7 separate regions of the Mus musculus genome follow, and all the other regions are linked to region 3. A link is a contact called in public HiCAR-type and promoter capture Hi-C data. All regions are on one chromosome and are shown on one strand. Each heading gives the region's core, a stretch centred on a gene start, on an enhancer-like site or on the middle of the called end of the contact. The rest is flanking DNA. Distances are from core to core; before and after follow the strand shown. Region 1 holds the start of Wdr62 (WD repeat domain 62). Region 2 holds the start of Zfp146 (zinc finger protein 146). Region 3 holds the start of Akt2 (thymoma viral proto-oncogene 2). Region 4 holds the start of Arhgap33 (Rho GTPase activating protein 33). Region 5 holds the start of Zfp566 (zinc finger protein 566). Region 6 holds the start of Zfp14 (zinc finger protein 14). Region 7 holds the start of Aplp1 (amyloid beta (A4) precursor-like protein 1).

Region 1 (2,700 bases), core at 38-2,537, 2.7 Mb before region 3:
CAACCACGCTGCAGCTCTCCCTGCACCTACTTATCAGATCATTATGCCTTTTCCCCCTATATAAACTGGCCCCGGAAATGTTTAGGGTTGTAGCTTACAGTTCCGAGTCTGGGTGATCAATCAGTTGGGTTTTTTTGTTGTTGCTGGTTTTTGTTTTTTGGGGGTTTTTTTTGGGTGGGGGGAGTTTCAATAAACCAGTCCTGTTTAACTGAGATCGGTTTTTAAGCGGTTTGTGCGACGCTTCCCAAACCCCAACAGACTTCTGGGCTAAAAATCAAACCCTTCCAACAAACATTTGATGGACAATAGTATGTGTTAGGCATTAGTCTAGCAACCTAGGAATAACAGGAAATGGGATAAAATTTGTTGGCTTCAGGGAGGGGCTGACATTCTAGTGGTGGGGACACCGTTGCATACCTCAACCTGTGATGCCCCAGAAAACCGTTTAAAGAGAAAAATAAGCCAAAAAATGAACAGGGAGAATGATGTGTGTGCACATCCCTCTCACCCCTTCCGCTCCCAAGGTAGCAATGAACTATCTACAGCTTCATAGCAGTAGCTCCCAAGACTCAAAGCTGGACCAACCCCGCCCCTCCCAGGGCCACGCCCCATGTTCGAATCTCCCAGGCCAATTGTCCCTGCCCAGGCGCCCCAAAGTGTTGGAGCCCTAATGTACTTATGTGTAGCTGTCCTACCCTGGCCAGTCCTGCCCAGTCAGCAATAACACTTGAGTCTGGGCCAAACCCTGTCCGGGTCCCCGAGCAATCCATCCGCCTCACGTCATCCCAGGGAAGAGCAACACTGCAACACGTGACAGGGGAAACTGAGGGCGCATGCGTACAAAATGTTCCTCGTGCTACCGCGGCTACGCCCCAATCACGGGATGGAGAGCAGCTGGCTACAATCTTCGCAATCCTAAACCTCACTATTTGTATAGGCAAGAGTAGGGCGGTGTTGTTCCCGACCCCAAGCCCACGGCTCTTTGGCTTCACCCTACCCCTATATCCATGAGACTGGTACAGCTTGAATAACTTCCCGGGACTGTTGCAAAAGACAGGATGAGCTCCATCAAAGTTAAAAGCTGTGTGTCTATGAACAGAGAAAGCACAGGTTAGTAGAGAAACCCAGCCAGACTCAGTAAGCAGTGAAATAGACAGGCCCTGGCCCCACCTTCCTTTAGCTCCGCCTCTTATCTCCCATTGGGCAATGAGCCTACCCGGAAGCTTTGTGATTGGCCAGCCGGGGTGCCGGCTGCGTCCAATGGGCGGTGGCGCCGGCTTTCCCGCGGCCATTCGCTATTCGAGTGGGTGCTGGCTACAGGCGGCTGTTAAGAAGCGTAACGGACACTGGTCTCCGACAGCATGATGGCTGCCTTAGCGGCCGGAGGTTATACGCGGAGTGACACGATAGAAAAGCTGTCCTCTGTCATGGCGGGAGTTCCGGCGCGGAGAAACCAGTCCTCCCCGCCTCCTGCCCCACCGCTCTGCCTCCGGCGGCGGACGCGACTCGCGGCGGCTCCCGAGGACACTGTGCAGAACCGGGTGAGAGGCTGGTCGTCCTGTTTACCCAACTCCGGGCTTCTCTGCCACCTTGGTCCCGCCTCGGGGCCTCGGTCCCTCCCATCGCTTCTTTATTTGCTCCCTCAGGCGGCTTCCCAGGCCCGCCTGGTCCGGAAGCCCCGCCCCCTTGGCAGAGGCTTTCCCCCTGCGTTCCTGCTGGCTTCAGGGTTTGGTGCTGCCCATCTTTCTGGCTCCACTTAGAGTTGGCACATTGCTTTATTTTAGTTCTAACTCCCGGGAAATGGTTTTGCATTTACAAATCATCTCTAATATCACTTTACTGTTCAGTGAGTGACCTAAGACACTTATCCCTTTCATTCCAGTGTGTCTTTGATTTTATTGGAATAGGGCTGGGGACCACTGCAGCCACCAGTGTGCTGTATCGGAGTCTGAGCGAGAGGCTGGCCTGTTGGCTCTTGCCACGCCTCCTCTGTAGCGCCTCGGGGTAAGGTGTGCTCTTCCAGGCCCCTATTTGGTTAACATTCCCCTGGTTTTGTTGTTGTTATATTGTTGTGGGTTTTGTTGTTGTTGTTATATTGTTGTGGTTTTTTTGTTTTTTGTTTTTGTTGTTTGTTTTTTCCTTTTGAGACAGGATTTCTTTGTGACTGAATTCATTCTGTAGACCAGCAGGCTGGCTGTGAGCTCTGAGATCTACCTTTCTGCCTCCGGAGTACTTGCCTGGCTTATTTGCGTAACATTTCTTGGTCTTCCTTCCTTTTTCTGTTCCTGATTTCTTTCCTGTTCCTTCACTAGAACTGATTTTTATCTACTTACGGCTTAAAATTATGGAGAATGTAAAAATCTTAGCACTGCTGCCTGGGGAGCAGGGTGTACAAAACAGTTCCACAAAATTTGAGTCACAGAAAGAAATGACTTTGGGTAGAAGGAATGCTATTAGTAAAACTTTTTTTTTTTTTTTTTTTGGTCAGGGTTTCTCCGTGTAGCCTTGGCTGACCTGGAACTGGCTGTGTAGACCAGACTGGCTGAGGTCAACTTTTGAGAGTTCATTCTCCCAGAGTCAGCTTTGGCCCCAAGGGCTTTTACCTACGGAGCTATTGGCTACTAGTCTAGAGGCAGTGGGACCTGGGAGAATGGAGTCATAAATGAGGCAAGCTAAAGTCTCCTGTAGTAGCCAACTTTA
Region 2 (2,700 bases), core at 101-2,600, 2.6 Mb before region 3:
GCAATGCCATTTTTGTGGAGGGCAGAGTAGAGTCTTGGGTGTTGGTTCTAGCCTTCTACCTTGTAGTCTGATCACTGCTACACACTCCCAGCTAGTTCATCTGAGAGGTTTTGGAAATGCTTGTCTCTGAATTCTGTAGGAGCTTGGATTACAGGATAATTACAAACACAGTATGACAACTGACTTGTGCCACAAGAACTTTACCCACCTAGGCATCCCAGTCAGTTTGCTTGCCACTGTGGTACAATCACTTCCCTAACATCCCTAAAGGTCCTCCTTACATAGTCACAATCACACATGGTGGCACGCAGAAGGCACAGTACTCTGCATCATCCAGCCATAACTGAACATTCACTCAGGGGCCAGTCACTCTTTAGCAAAGATAGTCCACACCCGCATACACACAGTATTACACACTGTCACAAAGTCCTCCTCCTTCTTTCTCCCTTCTCTCCAAGAACACAAGGATACTCACGCACTGCCGACGCAGAGCCACGGACACAGAACACTGCACACAGTACTACACAAGGTCACTTAACCCAGAGATACACAGTCACAGCTACAACTATATCCACACAACCCCAGGAATAAAGGTTATCGAGCACACAACACACTACAGGACCACGGGATACCACTTCCACAACCACAAGATCCCGGAACACATAACATCACATATGTTTGCACAGCAACAATCAGATATACACCTTGGAGACAGGTGATTACAACAGCACACTACTTGTAAGCACTGACAACCGGTCACCACCACAATCAAAACCACAATTAGAATCCCGCAGCCCAGTCCTGCTTCAGCGTGCACAACCCCGTTCAGGACACGCCTGTTCCCCACCCCCGTTCAGTACTCCCCAGACCATTTACCTTGGGTCTCAGTAGAAGGCGCGCGCATCCTGCTTCAGCCAAAGGTAAAGGTTTCATCAAAGTTGAGCTACAATGTCAGCTCGCTATGGACTCTGGGAAACGTAGTCCATAGCCACATCAGCCCCGGACAAAGATGGTGTCCTTTCACCTTGGGGTCTGGGCTCAGTGTATTATTGAGACGCCGCCCGTGAAGTACCAAAGAGGAAGTCCCCACTCCAAACATCTTACCAGGCGTGAGCTTATTTGGGTCCAAGTGACAACAATCTACTCTAAGAAACCCCAAATCACAAGAGGCGGCCAGGTTTGTGCGTGGGAGACGGATAAGCAACCCGCAGTGCCTTGTGGGAAGTGTAGTCCAAAGTCGTAAAAGCAGTATTGCTGATAATAGACAACAGCCTGGCTAGGCTTCAGTGAACAAGCCCTGAGATGTCGCGGAGACTTCTGGGAGTGCTCACTCACTCCCTGAGTGCGCAGACGCAGGGGCAGCGAGTGGACATTTTGGTCTTTGTCCGCGGGTCAGCACGGCCGTCGTGTCCACGTGGCGCCAAAGTAGGAGGTGGGATCTGGGCGTCCTGGGTCGGTGGGTTCGGGAGGTTGGAGGGCAGTGTTTCCGATCTTTGGAGGTGTAGCGCGGGGTTCAGGGAGTGGGCTGAAGAGCATTGGATCTTGGTGAAGGCGGAGGTGGGGGCCTCTGAGGAAAGCTTGAGCGTTTGAGACCGAATTTGACTGCAAAGTTTGACCCACTATTTGGAATGATTGAGTGGGTGTGGAGCTGGGTGTAGGATTGTGGGTGGCTATGCTTCACGAGGCAATGAGGAGACCCATGTTGAAGTATCACGTCTGCGCGGTAGTTCCCGAGTCGAAAGTGCTGATAATTATAACGGGGCCATCTTCCCGAAGAGCATCCGTTTTATTTGATTACTTGAAAGGTGGGATGAAGCTAAGGGTTAAATACTTTTAAAACTGTATTTATTGATGGTGAGTTTTATACGCAAATGCATTTCGTGATATGTGCAGAAAGCCTTAGTAAACATGTTTAGATTTTAAAAGACGATCTGTGTACTAAAACGCGGTTGTTTATGAATGGAGGTAGAATACAGATTACTCTGTCATGCTTAATTAAGGAAACATTTGGTTTGGAATTGTTTGTCCCGGGGGTGCCAGCCATAGACTTCATTTCTGATTTTTGAGGTACTTTAATAGAGCTGTTAGGCAAATTCGAGTTTCGGTTTGAAGAGCGTCATTTCACTAAAAACCCAGGATTAAGGGGTCTAATTTAGATTTAGGTTAGGCACAGTTCCTCATTTAAAGCATATATATATATATATATATATATATACATTTATTTGTGTGGGCATGCTTGCCACAGTCGGTTCTGTCCTCCATCATGTGGGTTTAGGGTCGGAATCCAGGTTGTCAGCCTTGGAAGCAAAGCGCCTTTGCACACCCCCCCCCCCAAGCTCTCTCACTGGTCCATGTTTTTAGTTTTTTGAAAAAAACTTAGTGATTACTGTGCTATATCGTAGATGTCATAACTCCTTCACGAGTACAGTTCTGTGAATTGTGTAGCACATGTGAAAAACTACTTCTCCCTGCTGTGGCAGTCATTAAAGACATCCGCAGCTTTGGCTTTTCTCCTAATGGTAAAAGTTAAGCAGTACCTGATTAAGATTTGCAAGTGGGTAGCTTTCAAATTTATGAATAGCTGCCACTAGTTGATACATTGTAAAAACAAAAAACAAAAAAACGAAACAAAAGTAGTTTTTTAAATATCACTGAAGCTGGACACATACACACCTTTAATTCCCAACACTTGGGAGGCAG
Region 3 (2,700 bases), core at 37-2,536:
AAACACACCTTCCGCCCAAAAGGTGACAGGCAGGTCCAGAGGCACTTCTCCTTATCCAAGCCCGATAGCCCCTCCCTTTCCTAGTAGGGAGCCAGACTAGAGATCAGAAAACTTCAGTGACTTCTAAAACACATCTCCACCCCCGGAAGCAAAGAACTTGCCAAAGGATGTCCCACACACCTTAAAGAGAAATAATCTGAGAGGGTTCTGGAGTGGTGAGTGGACAACCCCATGATAAAAAGCAGCCCAGTAACGATCCCGTTTTCCCCAAAGTCATAAAGAAGTTCAAGAAAGGGTGAGCTGAGTGTAAACGCCCACCCCTGCATATTACAGGAAGAGAAAAGCGCTCCTCGCCCACTCAGTATCACACCCCTAAAAGTACGCCCCTTAACACTCACTCGGGCCTCCCAGCACCCTGTGCCTCAAAGATGATAAACATCACAGCCCTCCACCCGACCCTGTTCTCCTCTAAGTACAAAGACTGCTCTCTCGTGTCTAGGTGGTACTACCCTGACTGCCCCAACACGGCCACCCTGGGCCCAGACCCCTCTCCAGAAGCTCCCATCCCTCTAAGTGCACTATAGGAACGGCTCCCAAAGCACCCAAGCGGCACTTGACACGGTGAGCGCCTCAAAAGCTGGACAGGCTGGCACCACAGAGAAGGAGCTGTCTCCCCCGATGTCCCCGAGGGCAGCCCCCAGCCCGCACACTCAGAGAGAGCTCCCCCCGCCGCCGCAGTGGTATGGACCACGGCACCCGCCCCGCGTCCCTCTGGGTTTGTCCCCCCCAGCCCCGCAGCAGGCGCCCCCACTCCGTTCCGGAAGAGGGGGGGAGCCTCCAGGTCCGTGGTCCCCGCCAGGCGGGCACGGGTGGTACGGCCCAGCGAGGCCCCACGGGGGGCCAGGACGCGACCATCGCGGAGGGGAGGGCGCTTGGGGACACGCGCTGGCGTACTCACCTGTCACCGGCGGCCGCCCAGCCTCTCCGGCCGGGCTCTACCCCCGCCCATCGCCACGCTGAGCTCGTTCCCGCTCCTTATTTATGAACTGGCGGCAGCAACGGCGGCAGTGCTGGCGGCGGCGACGCCTTCTCGGAGTCAGGCCCAACGGCTCGCGCAGCGCGGGCCCCCCCGCCCCCTCCCCCCAGCCCCCAGCCCCCACTCACAGCCCCCTCCCACCCGCTGGCCGGAAATACCGCCTTTTCCAGCCACAAACAGGAACTGACGTAGTAGACCAAGGGAATGGCCTCAGAAAACATCAGACCGCAAGCGCAGGAACTAGGAGGCAGGCAGGCTCAAGGCAGCGCGCCTGCGTACTTTAGGCACCCGTCACGTTAACTTTTTATTTATTTATTTTTTTTAAGAGCCCCGTTCTGAGCTGGGGGGGCGGAGGGGGGGGTAGCATTACACATGCGCAGTAGGACACCAACAAGTAGGCTTTCCCCGAAGGCCCAGTGATTACTTCCCGGCAATCAAAGGGCTTTATTTACATATGCTTTGATCTTGTTTTATTCTTCTCTTTCCTGCCTTCCTAGTTCCTAGACCAGCGGTTCTTCACTTGGGAACCTCTCACAGGGGTTGCCTAAGATCATCGGAAAATTCAGATATTTACATTATGATTCATAAGAATAGCAAAATTAGTTATGAAGTGACAACGAAAATAATTTTATGTTTGGGGGATCACCACATGAGGAACTGTATTAAAGAGTCACATTAGGTAGACTGAGAAACACTGTCCTAGACTTTCTTTTTTTCTTTCTTTTTTTTTTTTTTTTTTTTTTTAACTTAATGTATGAGTGCTCTGATCTGCAGGCCAGAAGAGGGCATCAGATCCCCTTATAGATGGTAGTGAGCCACCATGTGATTGCTGGGACTTGAACTCAGGACCTCTGGAAGAGCAGTTAGTGTTCTTAACCGCTGAGCCATCTTACCAGCCTGACTTTTTTTTTTTTTTTGGTTTTTCGAGACAGGGTTTCTGTGTATAGCCCTGGCTGTCCTGAAACTCGCCCTGTAGACCAAGCTGTCTTGAACTCAGAGATCTGCCTGCTTCTGCCTTCTGAGCAATAGGATTAAAGGCCTGGCCTGCCACTGCCAGGCTCCTAGATGCTTACTTATAGAGACCCAAAACAAGTTAGTTAAGATCAAGCACAAAGCAGGGTATGGCAACAGGTCTGTTACTGCATCATTCTGGATGTTGGGGCAGGCCAGCTAGACCTTGTCTCAAAAAAAAAAAAAGATGTTGCACTCAAGCTTTGAGCCACATAACCCCACATTAGAATATCCTCTTCTGTAACTATGGGCTGACTTCTGTATCCACATCTCAAGAATCCACATCTTCAAAACACAAATAACCTTGGATTATCTTACGAAAACAGTTCTTATTAAACTGTGACTTCAAAATATTAATGTCACTTGCACATGATATATATCTAAATAAATGTGGGACTTATAATTTCTCATATGGAGTAACTTGAGCCCATGTAAGACTTAAAACCACAGAAAATCGCTCACAGAAAAAAAGGTATATAGGTTGCACGGCTGTAACCCACCTCTGCAGACCCTGAAACAAGAGGACTAAGAATTCCATGCCAGATTGGGATTCATAGTAAGACCTTGAAATTTCAAGGTTTCCCTTAATTATTGGGGATGGAGTAGATGCAAGTGAGGAGCCAGAGAGGAGAGCATCAGACTGGAGCTACAGC
Region 4 (2,700 bases), core at 117-2,616, 2.9 Mb before region 3:
CTGGGTAACAAACCACCCCCAAAACTTAGTAGCATCATCACTCATTACACTTATTCCCTCCCCCCACCCAGCACTTTCCATATTTCGCCATCCCAACTAGCTTTTCTCTCGGATGATACATATTTATATTTATTTTGTTCATTATCTTCCCCCATCAGCCTTTGATTTGGAGGTTTTAAATTTTTTTATTTAATGCATACAGGTATTTTGCCTGTGTATATGTTGGGGGTTCCATGTGTGCCTAGTGCCCACAGAGAGCATCTTCTGGACATCTTGGAGCTGTAGCTGGTGAACAGTCATGTGGGTGCTTGGAACAGGGAGTAGAAATCTGAGGACTCTGGAAGAGTAGTCAGTGCTAACTGCTGAGCCATCTCTCCAGTCCCTAATTTGGTTTGTTTGAGACAGATTTTCACTATGCAGCTCAAGCTGGCCTCAAATTCATGATTCTCCTGCACCCACTTTTCCAGTGCTGAGATTACAAACCGAAATCACCTAGTTCATACTAGCCTTTGAGCTTCCATATGGGTAAGGCTGTATTTTTTTTTTTTTTGATTATTGGTATATCCCCGAATTAAATAATCAAAGTCTTTAAAAGCCTGGACCGGGAGCGTGCTACCGAAACGAGAGGCCTGCTCAGGTCCAGATCAGTGAAAGCATCCTTCCGGAAAGGGTGTGGCTGCAATGCTTTCTAGGCACTTCTCTATCGTTTAAAAAAAGAAAAAAGACTGCACCTGGCTTTCTGAGAGGCATGAATGTCATAGCATTCCATACAGAAGCTTTTCCTAGAAAAAGATGTCAAAGGCTAGCCTCAAATAAGCGAATATAGGGAAACAAGGAAAGATGTCCAGTGAATAGGGGGAGGCCAAGTCGCACAGAGCCTAGGGTGGGGACACAGCGGGGTGTGCGAGATCAAAAAGCTTGTGGGCGGGGTCAGGATCAGGACTGACAGCGTGGGGACTGGAGGACCCGCATTTCGAAAAGGCTGCTTGTGGGGGATAGTCGTAGGCGAACCCAATGAAGCACGTCCGAGGAGCGACCGCGGGAGGAAAGGGCAGGCTGCTTAAGGAGAGAAGTGGCGGCAGCGGAGCATAAAGAATACAGGGTTTTATCTCAGGAGGGCCCTGACAGCCAATGCCAACCATCCATGGGCGTGGCGCTGTCAAACTTCGGGGGGTGGGACTGGAGAGACGGGGCGGGGATGGGGGCGGGAAGTAGAGCAGCACTCAAAGCCAATAAGCAGCCGCCTTGTGGGCGGGGCGTAGCCCTCAGGCCAAAACTGGAGCCAATGAGAAGGGCCTCCGCGTGCCCGCTGGCCCGCCCCTCATGGGGCGCGCGCCAGAGACCCCCCCGGCAGCCGTTAGGGGAGGAGCCTGCGACCGCCCGCGCGCGCCTCACGCCCTCCCCTTTGTGTCACCATGGCGGCGGAGGCGGCGGTGGCGAGGACTGCGAACGAGGGCTCGAAAGCCGCCGGGGTCTGAGGAGGCTACCGCGACCATGGTGGTGAGGGGCCCTCGGGGCCATCAGTCTGTGTGTCCGCGTGCCAGTCTGTCCGCGCGGCCCCGCCCTGCGCGCCCCGCCCCCGGCCCCGCCCGAGCCCGCGGCCTGCGCGCCGCCCCTCACCCTTCCTCGCGGTCCCCTACGGTCTCCACCTCGGTGCGGTCCTGGGTCGCGGCCCGGGCCTCGACCCCGCCCCCTCAGCGCACATTTCCTCCCTCCCCCTTCTGGGCCCTGAAAAAGGGGTGACAGTGGCGGAGGATCCGGACTTGAGAAAAGGGGGCTGGTTCAGGGAAGGACCCGCGCGCCCCATGAGGGCTTCCCCCCTGCAGGCGTCTGCCGAGGCTCCCTGGAAACCAGCCCCCACTCCAGCGCCCTCCTCAGCATCCTCATCCCCAGTCACCCTCCCGACCACCACCTCCTGCTCCCAACAGCCCCTTTCTCATTCCTGAGCCCCACCCCCATCTCACTCCATCCCCTGCCTGACCCTTTTCTTCTTCATTTTCATCCCACGCCACGCGCTCTCAATCCCTCCACCGACATCGATCTGAACCTTTATCGAAGTCTCTCCCGCCGCTTCCCGATCCTTACTCGAGGCCAACATCGCGCCTCCCGCCTCCGTTCCACTTGAGCCTTGGGGCTTCTCCATCTCCTTGTCTTCATCTCCCCTCCTCCATACTGCTCCCGCTCATTCATCCATTCATTCCCTCACTCCACAGACATTCACTGAGACCTCCTCTGTGCAGGCCCCATGCTCCAGGCACAGAAACAGTCAGATCCCATCCTGCCTTGGGGAGCTTCATGGGCTGGCAGGGGACAGACTCTGAGGGTGAGACCCAGGGATGAACTTGGGGTTGCAGGGACACGGAGGAGGGAAAAAGCCCAGTCTAGCAAATCCCCGAATCCCCATCTGGCAGCTGGTTATTTTATTCATCAGAGTTGCCCAGTCTATGCCGTGCAACTGGATTGGCACTGCGTGTCAGGGACCCAGAGAAGAATCATACATACAGTACTAACTCTGTGCTGATCTCTGTTGGGCATTGGCGGGGGTGGGGGTGAGGGTGTCAGCCTGGGGCCCTATTTCCAAAGGGAGAGATGAGTTCCTTGCAGGAAGCATCTCAGAGTGAGATGGATAAGCTCAGGTATAGTTGTGTAGTATGGGATGGAGAAAGCCCACAGGATGGGATGGAGACAATTGTCTGAAAC
Region 5 (2,700 bases), core at 112-2,611, 2.5 Mb before region 3:
TAACATGGCCATATCCCCTAACCCATCCCAGGCAGTTCCATAAACTAATGACTAAGCATTCAAATGTATGAGCCTATGAGCCAGCTCATTCAAATCTCCGCACCCAGCAATCCCAAACTTCACTTCCCTCTAACATGCCTGGTTAGTATACCCGTTATCATTGGGGTAGTCTACCGGCAGCTCTCCCTCAGCTCCATTCTATTCTGGGTAACTTCATATCCTTATAAGATCTTCATGTCTTTATAGTATCTATTTCGTTAGGACTGTGGCAGCTTTGCAATTAACAGAGAAGTGAGGTAAGCCGTGTTGTCCCTATTTTCTGAAGAGAAAATCTTGATTTATACAGAGATGTAGTCTTTTAACTTCAATGTCGTTTTAAAAGATTTAATGTGAGTGCTCTGCTGCATATACATCTGTAGGCCAGAAGAGGGCATCATATCCTCTTATAGATGATTGTGAGCCACTATGTGGTGGCTGGGTATTGAACTCAGGTCCTCTGGAAGAGAAGCCAGTGCTCTTAATCGCTGAGTCATCTCTCTAGCCCCAACTTTAATGTCTTTTTCAGACCGACTGACTTGTTATCTCCTGGACTAGGTATATTTATTGGTTATGGAAATCACTTCAAAGGAAGATGCTTTCTCCAAGTGTTCCACTGTAGTTTTTAATGTAACTACCTCTCAGTAGCCAGGGATGACCCTGATCCTCCTGCTCCTCCTGCGGGCTAGCATTAGAAGCATGTGGGAATCCAAGGTGTGGTCCTGGTATCCACCCTTTCAACCTACAGGACCTGCTAATGAGTACCAAGCCAAATGCATGTCCAGAACAAGTCACACATCTGCGGAGGAGATCTGTTCCTGCACACTTCTGGGGCGGGGGGAAACTCGGCCGCTAGAGGTGGCCAAGCAAAGGCTTAGCTCTCTGAGAAATTGAGATAACTTTCCCCCTTCAATATATTTTTTTTCGTATTGCACTGAATTATATTACTAGAAGTCTCAGCCGCATGATTATGCTTACTATGCAAATCACACTCCGCCCCCTACCAGTTCTCCGCCCCTTTCCTGATGCAGTCTATCCTCTACAGATAATACCAAAAGTCCGGGAAATCAACAGATTCCTAACTTTTTTGAATGATTTTAAATGCAGTAGTGGAAGCTGATATAGGGTTCCATGTATCCTGAGGATGCGTTTCTATTTGGGGTGTCCTCCGCTCGTCCACCACACTGAGGGACCGTTAGAAGCCCCGCCCATCGGGAGCCATCTTGTCTGCCGCGTTCCCTCGGACTGACTACATTTCCCAGAGGGCTCCCTGGCTTCTCGCGGGAAGATCACGCGCCTGGCGTGACTTCAGAGCTTTGCTGGCAAGAGGGGAGGTGCACTGAAGGATTGCAGGGCTTTGGCAGCTTGCAAGGAAGGCCTTTGGTGCGGAACCCGGGAGGAGGCGGGGCGAACGCCGAGGCTGGGCTTTGTGCGGCAGAGGAGTCGGAATTGTGCGGCTAATTTGTGAACAGTGATCGCGGCGCTAAGGGGCTGGACTGGTGATGAGCATCAGTTTCTGCTAACACCGTGGCGGCCACCACCCCTTGGTGAGTGGGAGGGAGCGAGCTGGGGACACGTGCGGCATTGTGTGTGGATGTGGAGAGCTGCTGACTGGGTGAGTGTTCTGTCTCTGTAGGGGCGTGCGACTGTGTGATGTTGTGACCACGTGCAGCACAGTGCAGGCGCAGATACCTGTGGATTCTGTGTGGTAAAAGTGAAGTTGTGCTTAAGTTACTTTTTGAGCCCCTAGTAGGTAGTCCTGTCTTCTCGTAGGTAGGTTTCCGATAGCCGAGTGTCTCTGTTGTGGGTCTGTGTGTGGGTTGTGAGTGTGAAGTTTTGAATGTGTATCTTGCGTGCATTCTTCTTTAGCCTTTGCTCATTTTAGAGGTTCATTTGTGAGCTATCATGCTTTTCTTTGTCTTTTACTTTGTTTATTTGGACAGCTGTGTAGGACTTCCCCGTGTTAAGTGGGATAGCGGCTTAACTGAGTCTTTGTGCTGTTTGATATTTCAGGATCTGAAGCATTTATACATCTCGACTATTAAGGGTAGCCATATGAGTATTTCCAACTGTTTTTAATGTTTACTTTTAAAAATTCACTTTACATCCTAATCTCAGCCACCCTCCTTCCTCGCTTCCCAGTCCTACCCTTACAAATCCCTCCCTCCATCTCCCCCTTACCTTGTCCTCTGGGCAGGAGAGTCCCTCTGGGTACCACCCCTCCCTGGGGCACCTAGTCCCAGCAGGTCTAGGAAGCACAATCAGGCAGTCGAAGTAGGGGGTGATCCAATGACAGGGAACAGAGATGGAGACAACCCCCGCTCCACTTCTTAGGGGGACCCACATAAACACCAAGCTCACACTTGCTACAAACGTGTAGGCGTGGGGTGGGGAGTGTGCTTAGGTCCAGCTCTTCCATGCTCCCTGGTTGGTGACCCAGGCTCTGTGAACCTCCATGCTCCCAGGTCAGTTGACTCTGGGTCTTCTTGTGGTATCCTTGACCCCTCTGGCTTGCTCACTTCTATCCCATACTCTTCCACAAGACTCCCCAAGCTCCACCTGATGAGTGTGGCTCTCTGCATCTGCCTCCATCCACTGCTGGGTGAAGTCTCTCAGGAGACAGTTATGCTAGGCTGCTGTCTGCAAGCACAAGAGTATCATTAG
Region 6 (2,700 bases), core at 67-2,566, 2.5 Mb before region 3:
CAAGGGTTCTCAATCACTAAGCCATCTCACCAGCCTCTCAATTGTCACGTTCCTAAAACTAACGTCCCAACGCTGGGAATGTTGACGGATGCCTGTAATAACAGCGCTCTGGAAAGAAACAAGAGGATCGATGAGGATCTTTCAACATCCCCAGCACCTATTACAGAGACATCCTGGCTGATATACCTTGCCCCCCACTATCCCAAACTCTGTAGCCCAGGCCTGGGCTTCCCATCTCCCAGCTTCTGTGATTCCTGTATAACCCAGTCATTTTGGGCACAAGGTCCTTTTGTTACCTCTTGCCCGCTGCACTTGGCCTCTTGGCTTCTAGCCTGTCCTACACCCCACCCCCTCCCCTCACATGGCCCCATTTAGTCCGGCAGTCATGGCCACCCTGGTTACTTTCAGACGCCCCTGCCAGTGCTCTCTCTTAGATCTCAATCCCTTGGGAGCAGTCATGTCCTCCTTTTTTTTTTTTTTTTTTCCATTCATCTTGAATTTGCAGTCTGCATGCTTCAGTCTCCTGAAGACCGGATGAGGCCTGGCACAAACACAAGAAAATGTTAGAGCAGTGGTTCTCAACCTCCCTAAAGCTGCGACCCATTAATACAGTTCCTCATGTTGTGGTGATCCACAAGCTATATAATTATTTTCGGTACTACTTTATAACTGTAATTTTGCTACTGTTAGGAATCCTAATGTAAATATCTGTGTTTTCTGATGGTCTTAGGTGGTCCCTGTGAAAGGTCATTTGACCCCCAAGGGGGGGGGGGATCTCGACCAACAGGTTGAGAACCACTGTGATAGAAGAAAGCATAATTATCTTTCCAGTCTTAGAGGTCTTGGCTTCATCTCCAGTTTGCAAAACAAAACCTAAGGCCAATACCAACGACTAGACCAATATACACAACGGCTAGAAGGGACAGTGGGAGAAAGCAGAGGCAGCGGGAACTCCAAGGAGCCTGAGCAACCTTTCCCTGGGTAGATGTGGGACTGCACCTTTGGAGAATGTATTTTACTGAGTTCCCTGATCATGCCTACACCCTCGCTGGGGTGAGAATATGCTTATCTCACATATTAAGCATGTGATAATGTGATGATGGTGTTCTCAGCCCTGGTAGGGCAACGACACAACCCCCAGCCCAGTGAGCTAGGTTTGGGGTGGGGATTTGGGGGCAGAGGGCAGCGGAATCTCCTAGCCCTTCCAGCTGGTCCAAGATCACACCCAGAGGCCTCCACCCATCACAGCCCCGAGCACGCTTGCGCACTCCGCTGCGTTGGCCCAGTCTTTCCCACCATGGACTACATTTCCCACAGGCCTCTGCGCAGCATCCTTCCGGCTGCTTAGCGCCGGTCCGCTCTGAGAGGTGAGTTGGTCCCTTGCACTGAGGAAATTGTCGCGGGGGCAGCGTAGGTTTGTCTTTAGTTGGCTTGAGAGACTTGGAGTCGGTGACGCTGAGTGGACACCGCGTACCCCGTTGCATCCTCCGTCTTCCCGCTGCAGAGCCCAGAGGCCCAGCATGGCTCTGAGTTCTGTGTGTGAACCTCAGAGTGAGGGCCCTCCGTACAAAAAGACAGCGCAGCTGCCACCGCAGGGCTGCTTTGTACGCGCTCCCTCCCCGCCAGGCAGCCCCGGTGGCCGTCGCCTGTCAAACCTGCCCCTCCGGTGGCGGCCAGTGTCCTCTCCATCCGCGGCGCTCCATTTCCAGTAGGTTATGTGTGTGGAAGGGCTGGTCGCGAGGGGTGTGTCCCCAGGCTACCAAGCCCGCACCTTCCCGGTTTGACCTTTTCCCCAGACTTGTTCATTTTAGGGAAGGCGAGGGAATAAAAGCAGGAAACGATTGTTGTTGCATACATAGAGACCCAACATTACTGCGGAAAAAAAAATAGCCTAACTTTCTTCTTTCTCGTTGTCCTATGAAGTGTACTCCTTGTTTTTCCAGGCATGGGGACATTTACTCCTCATTACTGTGAAAGTGAAAATGAAGTTAGCTTGGAAAGAAGCAGCGGTTTGGTGTTATCTTGGTCAGGGTAGAGGAGACAGATTCATGCAGACTGATAGTAAGCATCACTCAGAGATTATGTCTCTGATTAAATGCGGGTCCAGGCCCTCTTTGTGTGGTTACAAATGTCTTTTGTATTTTTTCTTTTTTATGTGTGTGTGTGTGTGTGTGTGTGTGTGTGTATTTGTGTGTATACACATACCAGCAGAAGCCAGGAGAAGGTGTCTGATTCCCAGGAACTGGAGTTATAGACGGTCGTGAAACACCATGTGAGTACGGGGAATCACACTTGCATCCTCTGCTAGAGCAGCCACTGCTCCTAGCAGTACAGCTGTTTCCAGCCTCACAGGTTTTAAATTTTTAACATGTTCGTTTTTTACGTATGTGAGTGTTTCTGTCTGCTTTTCTTTCTGTGCACCACTGAGTGTGACTGCGCCTGAGGAGCCCTGAAGAGGGCATCGGATTCTCTGGAACTGGAGTTACAGCAGTCACGTAGGTGCTGAGAGTGTAACCCGCTGATCCATCTCTGCATTCCAGGCTGCAGCTTTCTTATCCACGAAGCCTGCTTTGCTAGTTCGTTTTTAATTACTGTGGAAGATTCCTTTGCTAAACCACGCTTCTTACCAGAATAGCACGTTTTGTTCTTGTTTTAAACAATTTGTACCTATACTGACCAGGAATTCACTGTAACCCATGT
Region 7 (2,700 bases), core at 132-2,631, 2.9 Mb before region 3:
TCCTCCCTCGCCTCTCATGCATTGGGTGGCAGTAGCGATGATGTCCTAAGTCCTTCCTTAGCCCCTTGCTACTGGCTTACTGCTGTAGGTTCTCTCTCTCTCTCTCTCTCTCTCTCTCTCTCTCTCTGTATTTTAAGATCTGTTATTTTTATTTTACTTGTGTGGGTGTTTTGCCTGCATGTGTTACTGTATACTATATACATTCCTGGTCCCTGAGACCAGAACAGAGGGATGGGTCCCCTAAGACTGGAGTTATAGACAGTGTGGGTGTTGGGAATTGAACCCGGGTCTTCTGAGAGAGCGGCCAGTGCTTTTCATCACTGAGCCTTCTCTCAGCAGTTAGCCTGGAACTCTTGATCTTGCTGCCTCAGGCCCTCTGGGATTACAGGTGCACATCACCATTCCACTTTAAACTCTTTTAATAATACACCACTACCTCACCCCACCCACATCCACAGAGATGCACACACACACAAAGCAGAAAGACAGACAAATGTGGGCAGGTCCACACCATACAGATGCACACACACACACACACACACACACACACACACATCTGGGCTGCTTCGGGGGGGGGGATTAGAATATTGTACACTCACTTAAGATAAAACAGTGAACCCTTTAGGCAGAAGACTTGAGGTGGCCCTTAGAAAGGGTGAGAATGGGGGACTCCACACAGTGGTCCTCAGGTGCTGGTCTTGGAAGGCTATGGTATCCAGCACCTGACCCGAGTCATCTGTAAAGAAAGGGTTTAGTCATGGATTTTTGGAGGGAGTATTTGAAGATCCAGACACCTGGCAATCAGGGCAGGAAGGCTTCCTAGGTTTGAGGAAGCAAGGGTGGGAGACTTGGCCTCCGGTCCTGAGACAGAAGAGGCCTGGAAGGGAGCAGATTTACCTAGCTGTAGCTGTGTTTTGTCTTTTGAGACTGGGTTGCATGTAGGTAGGCTAGCTTCAAACTCCTATCCTCCCGCCCCCTCCTCTCAGGTGCCGGGATTACAGGCTTTCCTAGTACACTCCCTAAATTCTTGACTGGGAAAATTCGGAGGTCTATATTCCTGGGACCTCAAGAGAGGGATTTATGGAAGACCCCCACCCCCATGGATTCTGGCATCCTTGGAGGAGGACAAAGCTGATGCTGGGTGTCTGCGTTTGCCAGAAGAGAAGGCCAAGGATGAAAGTCCAGAAAACGGCTACGCCCAGGACTGAACCTAGTGACTCGGTCTTCACGCGGACAGTGACACCTGGAATCTTGAGGGGCTGGGACTTGGAGCAGGCTCCCTCCCGGGGTTCCGGAGCCTCTCAGTGCGCAGAGCCGCCACGCTATTGTCCTGGCTGGGAAGGCGGGGCCGGCGCGGGGCGGGGCTGGCGGCGCCGGCGCAGCCCGGGGGCGGCGGGAGGAGGAGGCGGCGGTGGCGCTGGGAGCTCCTGTCACCGCTGGGGCCGGGTAGGGCCGGGCGGGAGCGCAGGGGACGTGAGGGCCCGAGGCCCGGACATGGGGCCCACCAGCCCCGCCGCTCGCGGTCAGGGTCGCCGCTGGCGACCGCCGCCGCTGCCGCTGTTGCTGCCACTGTCATTGCTGCTTCTGCGCGCGCAGCTCGCCGTCGGGAACCTGGCTGTTGGGAGCCCCAGCGCGGCCGAGGTGAGGCCCGGCCGGGTCCTGGGGATGGGGAAGGGGCGGGACCGGGCCTCGACCTGGACGCGGGACGGCCACCGCAGTCCTTTTGGCCAGGTGGCCTGCCCCACGCGATCCGAACTGTAGATTTTCCTAGGTTCCTCCATCGTCTGACGTCCCTGCCCCCTCCCACCCGCATCGTCGGACCTGGCTCTTTCCAAGAGCCTCTGGTCCAAGAAATCCAGAGCACCCCTAGACGACAAAGCCCCAAGACCTGCCCACCTAAGCGTAGGACGCACCAGGCAGTAGGCGCTTGGCTCTAAGAACCCAGGTCCCTTGTATTATCTGGACCCACATGAACCCCCTGCCCTCAAACATCCAGTAGTCCGGGCCTCCACCCACTACTCAATCCGGATATAGCTCCTCTAGTCCTTAAAGGTCTGATGTGCAGGCCTGCTGGGAAGCTGGGCCCTGTCGTCTTTGCACCCCCTCAGTGGGAACCTGAACTGGGGATGGAGGGAGGAGGGGCCAGAACGCCTGGGTTCGCCCCCCGCCTCCCCCAACACGATTCAAGTTTAACCCCTTCAGGCTTCAGACCCAAGCCGCTGGGGCGGGGGCGGAGCCTGTCTTCTCAGCAACAAGGCCGCGAGAAACGGGGCGGGGGGGTGGGGACCCAGGTCACCATAGCAACGGGAGAGCTGGGGCGCTCCAGCCCCACGGGATTTGTTTCCCGGGGAACGGTCTCTCCACTCAGAAGGTGCTTAGAAGGAGCTGGTGCTAGAGATAGGGGCAGGAGCCCTATCTGGGTTTTAGGGAGCAAAGAACCAGACAACACAGATGACATCGTTGCCCTGGCTCCTCACTGCCCCATCTGCCTTCATTCCCAGGCTCCGGGGTCGGCTCAAGTGGCTGGACTATGTGGGCGTCTAACCCTTCACCGGGACCTGCGCACCGGCCGCTGGGAACCAGACCCACAGCGATCACGACGCTGTCTTCTGGACCCGCAGCGCGTGCTGGAGTACTGCAGACAGGTGGGCGGGACCCCACGGGGAGAGGCGTGGTCAATGAGAAAGTGGATCCAAGCTG

Evidence for each region. Promoter capture Hi-C pulls out the DNA fragments that hold promoters and counts their contacts. HiCAR-type assays count read pairs that join an accessible place to other places.
Region 1: a promoter capture Hi-C map of liver shows a contact between it and region 3, with 5 times the contacts expected there. The contact joins the promoter of Wdr62 here to the promoter of Akt2 in region 3. A contact is called at or near these places in 5 of 39 promoter capture datasets (the C10 cell line, cranial neural crest, liver and 1 more).
Region 2: a promoter capture Hi-C map of liver shows a contact between it and region 3, with 4 times the contacts expected there. The contact joins the promoter of Zfp146 here to the promoter of Akt2 in region 3. A contact is called at or near these places in 5 of 39 promoter capture datasets (hippocampal neurons, liver, neutrophils and 1 more).
Region 4: a promoter capture Hi-C map of hematopoietic stem and progenitor cells shows a contact between it and region 3, with 3 times the contacts expected there. The contact joins the promoter of Arhgap33 here to the promoter of Akt2 in region 3. A contact is called at or near these places in 5 of 39 promoter capture datasets (the C10 cell line, cranial neural crest, hematopoietic stem and progenitor cells and 2 more).
Region 5: a HiCAR-type map of astrocytes shows a contact between it and region 3, with 5 times the contacts expected there. The contact joins the promoter of Zfp566 here to the promoter of Akt2 in region 3. A contact is called at or near these places in 2 of 39 promoter capture datasets (hippocampal neurons and liver) and 1 of 115 datasets of contacts at active chromatin or transcription factors (astrocytes).
Region 6: a promoter capture Hi-C map of liver shows a contact between it and region 3, with 5 times the contacts expected there. The contact joins the promoter of Zfp14 here to the promoter of Akt2 in region 3. A contact is called at or near these places in 3 of 39 promoter capture datasets (hippocampal neurons and liver).
Region 7: a promoter capture Hi-C map of liver shows a contact between it and region 3, with 3 times the contacts expected there. The contact joins the promoter of Aplp1 here to the promoter of Akt2 in region 3.

Annotation. Positions count from the first base shown.
Region 1 is chr7:30,278,997-30,281,696 of GRCm38.p6, reverse strand. Wdr62 (WD repeat domain 62) reads left to right here and starts at 1,287. Exons shown (of 33, transcript NM_146186.4): 1 at 1,287-1,541. The coding sequence starts at 1,365. It overlaps Thap8 (THAP domain containing 8), which reads right to left and starts at 1,603. Exons shown (of 3, transcript NR_144498.1): 1 at 1,217-1,603; 2 at 998-1,089.
Region 2 is chr7:30,168,391-30,171,090 of GRCm38.p6, reverse strand. Zfp146 (zinc finger protein 146) reads left to right here and starts at 1,350. Exons shown (of 2, transcript NM_011980.4): 1 at 1,350-1,432. Gm5113 (predicted gene 5113) reads right to left here and starts at 1,216. Exons shown (of 3, transcript NR_157376.1): 1 at 877-1,216.
Region 3 is chr7:27,590,138-27,592,837 of GRCm38.p6, reverse strand. Akt2 (thymoma viral proto-oncogene 2) reads right to left here and starts at 1,286. Exons shown (of 14, transcript NM_001110208.2): 1 at 959-1,286.
Region 4 is chr7:30,533,726-30,536,425 of GRCm38.p6, reverse strand. It overlaps Arhgap33 (Rho GTPase activating protein 33), which reads left to right and starts at 1,366. Exons shown (of 22, transcript NM_178252.3): 1 at 1,366-1,500; 2 at 2,214-2,323. The coding sequence starts at 2,246.
Region 5 is chr7:30,089,171-30,091,870 of GRCm38.p6, reverse strand. It overlaps Zfp566 (zinc finger protein 566), which reads left to right and starts at 1,361. Exons shown (of 4, transcript NM_152814.2): 1 at 1,361-1,583.
Region 6 is chr7:30,050,012-30,052,711 of GRCm38.p6, reverse strand. It overlaps Zfp14 (zinc finger protein 14), which reads left to right and starts at 1,316. Exons shown (of 5, transcript NM_178733.5): 1 at 1,316-1,367.
Region 7 is chr7:30,444,263-30,446,962 of GRCm38.p6, reverse strand. Aplp1 (amyloid beta (A4) precursor-like protein 1) reads left to right here and starts at 1,381. Exons shown (of 17, transcript NM_007467.3): 1 at 1,381-1,641; 2 at 2,502-2,645. The coding sequence starts at 1,495.